Linked DNA regions of Gossypium raimondii: region 2 is linked to region 1. The links are chromatin contacts, called in public Hi-C maps. All regions are on one chromosome and are shown on one strand. The core of a region is the stretch at or near the end of the contact, and the rest is flanking DNA. Distances in the headings are between cores, read along the strand shown. Region 1 holds the start of LOC105763979 (protein LATE ELONGATED HYPOCOTYL). Region 2 holds the start of LOC105763985 (B3 domain-containing transcription factor NGA1).

The links. Hi-C and Micro-C count contacts between places; a contact is called where the count stands out from the background.
Region 2: a Hi-C map of leaf shows a contact between it and region 1, with 2.6 times the contacts expected there. The contact joins the promoter of LOC105763985 here to the promoter of LOC105763979 in region 1. A contact is called at or near these places in 2 of 2 Hi-C or Micro-C datasets (both in leaf).

What each region holds. Positions count from the first base shown.
Region 1 is chr12:38,206,886-38,209,585 of ASM2569854v1, reverse strand. LOC105763979 (protein LATE ELONGATED HYPOCOTYL) reads left to right here and starts at 1,337. Exons shown (of 8, transcript XM_052625776.1): 1 at 1,337-1,622; 2 at 1,701-1,773; 3 at 1,888-2,342; 4 at 2,435-2,546. The coding sequence starts at 2,304.
Region 2 is chr12:38,347,857-38,350,556 of ASM2569854v1, reverse strand. LOC105763985 (B3 domain-containing transcription factor NGA1) reads right to left here and starts at 1,346. Exons shown (of 1, transcript XM_012582405.2): 1 at 1-1,346. The coding sequence starts at 831.

The DNA of each region.
Region 1 (2,700 bases), core at 88-2,587:
CAAAGAGGTTTGGATTGACTATTGGTATCTCTGCACCTAACATGAAAGCTTTATGCAAGAGTTTTGAGCAGGATGTAAGTTCCATCGATTGGAGGCTCCAACCATTAGCGGAGGACATCAAGGCACTGAATAATGCTATATCATTACAATAAATAGGGGCGCTGTTTTAGAATGTGTCATTAATTACAAAACATGATACATCTTTTTAAATGAAGTTCAGAAACTAGTTTACTCTTATCTTAAAATGAAAAAAAAATCATAAAGTAACATTTAGTCCTTAAATCCACTTTAGTCTTTAAACTTGATAGCTTTTCTCAATTTAGTTTCTTAACTTAGATCTTGTTAAAATATAATGATGTGACGTTATGAGATTATTTCACATCGTCACATGAATTTCTTTAATTTTTACCTTTTGCATTCTTTAGATATCATATAAAGTTTTTCAAATTTTAAATGACAATATGACCTAATATTAGAGTGACATGCCAATACACTTTAAAAAATTCAAATTTAGGAATTAAATTGTAACTCACAAGTTTAATAAAAAAGGTTAAAATAGGTCATATTTCGTACTCTTCAGAAATTTGAAATTTATTTAAGTTCAATTGTTAACATTGTTACAATTTTTTTGTTAAATTGGTTTATAATACATATTGAAATAAAAAAATTCACTTGGTAGCAACTTAACTAAAAAACGATATTATAATGAACCCGAATTTAACAAATAATTTTAACAATATTTACCGTAAAACACGAATTTAAAAATATGAAAAGTAAAATGACTAAATGCCTAAAAATAAAAGTACAGGAATTAAATTTCAAATCTATAAAAAAATACAAGGATTTATGGAGAATTTTAACCTAAAAAAATTAGCAACTAAATCGAAAGAAGAAAACGGGGAGCATAGCATATCCCTAGATTTGTTGCAACCCTAAAATCTCATCACCGCATACGGTGGCTAATGGTCACAAATCCGGTGGCTTTTGACACCAAAGCTACCCCTGTAACCGACACGTACCGGTTACCCACGCCAACGAATCGCGTAAACGTTGACGGCAGGAACCACGTGGCATACCAAAAGGCGCTTTTACTAATTTAACACCAAGACCATTGGGAGCTTGTGGCTGATATTTGAAGATGGAGGTAGGAAACAAGAAGGGCAAAAAGAAAAAAAGATAAAAAAATAAGGGAAAAAGTGCAAGGGTGGGCTTTTAGTTGAATCAGCCACTAACTTATTGCCACTTGGCAACATCTAATGTATCTTACCGTTCATTCTTTTATAGCCTCAAATAAATTTCTGCCCAATTTTTGTAATTTTCCAAAAAATAAATCCTCATGAAATTGTAGTGGCTGAGATTTCTCCTTTTGTTTCTTCCCCATACTGTAGTTTCTGGTGTTTTTTCAGTTTATCACCAGAAAATAAGCTTGCTTTCACTTTTTTTTTTGGGTTTATTCAAGTGCTTTTCTCCCAAAAAAGACAACTTTTCTTTTTCCAATTCTGTTGATTCCGATCTTGTCATTGCCGGAAACTATGAGCTCTCCGGCTGGTTTCCGGTGAACCTATTTTTGATACGTGATCGTTGCTTCCATTGTTGCCATCTTCCATGGTTATCTCTTTAAGGTATTTACACTTCATTTCTAGGGCTTTCCTTATAGGCTTTGCTAAGCTGAGTTTGGAAGTTGTGTTCTTTATATGCAGCTGAGTAGAGAAACGAAAGAAAAGTGATTGAATTTGAATCCTTTTGTTTTTTCTCTCGGCAACCAAAAAGAAGGTAAAGAACTATTATTGGCTGTTAATAGATAGATTGGATGTGGAACAGTGGAAGTGTGTTGTTGATAACTAATTAAAGTTTCTTTTTTTTTTTTCGTATCATTTTCTATTAAAGGTTTTGGCGTCTACGGTTCGTTTTGGTAAGAATTTTCTTTTAAGTTCTTTGGAAGAAGCCGTCTCTTCTCTTTGTTACTGTGGATACTTAATTTTTATTTATTTTATTTTAATTTTTCCAGAGATTTAGCATTCACCCCAAATTTTTATCAAGTAAATATTTTTATTAAATGATGAGAAATTAATATTAATTTAATTGGAATAAAAATAGAAACAGAGACGGATCTCCATCGATTTGTTGTTGTTGTTCTTTTGTGTTTTTTCTTTTTGCAGTATTAAATAGCATTCATCAGGTTTTGTGGAGCTCAAAAACGGCATTACTATTTGTCGTACTGGATGTTGGAAGAAATGAAAGGAGGTTTGTGATATACTCTTTGCTTGCTAGAGAGGATTTGAAGCAGCGGTGACGCTGTTTCAATGGACACATACTCCTCTGGTGAAGAACTTGTAATTAAGGTAAACTCTTCTCTTAAATGAAGCTTTGTAAAAAAATGGGGGTTTCTGTTTGTTATAATTTGGACCATTGAATTTTGTATGTTAAATGATAGACTAGGAAGCCTTATACTATTACGAAACAACGTGAAAGATGGACCGAGGAAGAGCATAATAGGTTCCTAGAGGCCTTGAAGCTCTATGGACGAGCTTGGCAACGCATTGAAGGTTTTTTCACTTGCTTTTTCCCTCTTAGTTTAGATTTTGCTGCTATCATTTTAGAGCTAGTGTTTTTGTGGATTGAGGCTAAGATACGTAGGATATGTTTGTTAGGACCAACAAAAGAATAGTTTTGTTATTTATTGTTGTAATTTTCTTTCCA
Region 2 (2,700 bases), core at 97-2,596, 140 kb before region 1:
GTGATGGTGATGGCGGTGATTGTAAGGGTCAATGCTGTAATTCAACCGATGTAAAGGTTGATAATTTCGTGACATACATATGGGTTCCCACCGGACCGGTTGAAGGAAGTTGAACTGATTTCGGAGCTGAATATGTGCGAACGGTGACGGATCGAGCGCATTAGGCCGGAGTTTCCAATCGATGTACAACCGGGCTTTAACCAACTCCCCGACTCCGCGTTGAAACGATACCGTATCGCCGGCGACGAGCTTTTTTTCCTTTACGAAACGGCTCCAACCTTTAGTCATCACATAACTCTGGCTACTATTCCAATACGAGTACCGGAACCGCCATGTCTTGCCGTTCCGATCTTCGAAATTCAATAGCAACCCTTTTTCGATCGAGGAAGAGTCGAGTGGGAAGTACTTCTCGGCATGTTGTTTTGGTATAACAAGACGGTTGAGCTTGCCAACATCGCTCGGTGTTACGACTTTGTCGAACATGTGTTCTTTTTCAACAGACTCATAACAGCTTTCTTCATGATCATTGTTCTTGTGGTTTCCAAGGGACAAATCCATCACCAAGTCTTGTTTCTTGTCGAAATCAAAACCAGACTGCTGTTGGGTTTTGTTATGATCTTGTTTAGAATCAAAGGTTCCAAGCGACAAATGAACAGCAGCAGCAGCAGCATCTTTGTACTTTGAAGAAACAGAAGATGAAGAAGAGGATGAAAATGGGAAGTTATTGCTTGAAATTTCTCTTATCATCACCACTTCTTCATCATCTTCCTCTTGATCTTCATTGTTACAATAATACCCTTTTTCTTCTTCTTCTTCCACAAAGTTCATCATAATTTAAATGAAAAAAAGAAACCCACAAAATAAAGTTGGTTCCTAAAGGAAATATATAATTTAAAACTACAAAACAAGAAACTGACCTGCAAAAAAAAAAAAAAACTGGTTTCTTCACTGAAAACCCTAAGCAAGACAAATTAAGGGCATGGAAGAATCAACAAGAACAGGTTGTTTCTAGCTTCTTTTTTTTTTTGGTTTTTGATATAGCATTTGGCTTACAAACCAAGCAAAAGAACCCCCATTTTTTTTTCTTTTGTGTGTGTGCCAATTTGCATTAGGTTGAAGCCTATAATTCTTTACTTTTTTTTAGGTTCTAAAGAGAAAGAGAGAGAGATAAGGTAAATGCTTCAACGTAGGGGACCCATGAATGATCTGGTTTTTTTTTTTTTTTACTCATGTGAGAGCTTGTCCTTTTTTCATAATTTTTTTTGGTTTTTTTTTTTAAATCACTCTATAATCATCTCCTCTAAGACCTCTCAGAATCAGTCTTTTGTACCACAAAAGTCATTGCTGATTTTCCCCCATTCCTATATATTACTGCAGCTGCTGTTGTTGTTTGGTTACTTTGATTTTATTGGTTATAGGGGAAGAAGCTAGTGGAGGAAGAAAAGGAGAGACTGAGTTAGGTTCCAAGTTTTGACTTTGGGTGGCATTGATTGTGTGTTGTTGTTGGCTATTGCTGTTGGTCCTGTCAATGGAGGATAAATAAAGTGATAGAGAGATTGAAACCAAACCGACCTTCCTGCAGTTTCTTACTCTAACTAGTGGACATTGTCAAACTAAAACAAAAAGAAAAGATTCCTCTATCATGCAAAGCTAACCCCAAGTTAGTGTAGCTGAAGTTCATCTTCTCTTTTTCAATCCCCTCAACTTTAATTACAATGCAAAATTAAATTAATATAAACTACAACGAATAAAAATTAGACAAAATTCACATATGATATATGCACATAAGGAGACAAAAATTTATATATCATAATTATGTATGGTGAAATTTGAACCTAAATCTTAAAGATTGGGAAAGGATTGTATGAAACACTATGCCACATATTCATTTTTCAATAGTTTTATGTTATATCAGTATTTTCATCCTTAAAAAATCAAATCTAATTTAAAATCCTGAAATTCAGGATGAAATTATTAACGTGACATAAAACTATTGAAAATGATGATATCTCTATTTTATATAATCCTTTTCCTTAAAGATTAAAGATCTCAAGCTTTTAACTTTTCAACTCGAATTGGATTGGATTGAATTTGGATAATGTCAATTTAAAGTTAATTCATGTTAATAAAGTATTGCTAAAAATTCTCAAAATTGTGCTTTTAAAATGTCCAATAATTTTGGTCAAAAGATGCAAACCAAATATGACAAGTTACATTGGTCTACCAAATGTAATCTAAGTTGCAATTGGAGTTGCATCTACCTCATGTAGCCGAAACTAATAGATTTGTGTAATTCGGAGTTTGGTTATTTTGATTTTAGGCCATTTCAAGTTACTTGTTTAAATCATTTTGAATTTCAATCATTTAGAGCTCAAGTTATTTCTAATTTAAGTCATTTTCGTATTTGGGTTTGGTGGACTAAAATTGTTCGACTTTTTATATTAGGTTTAACTGGTATTCAAGATAATCAAATACAATTTTCAAGTTTGGATCAAAATTGAAATGTCCAATTTTAACCTTTTCTTGCTCATCCTATATTACTACTATTATTTATGCTTATTGAGTTAATATCACCCTCCAGTCAAGTTTCAACTCAGTTGAGTAATTATTAAAAATAATAAACATCCCCGAGAGAATTTTTTTGTCATTTCAAATAATGCGAAATCTAAAAAATGCTCTTGATGAGATTCAAAACACTAT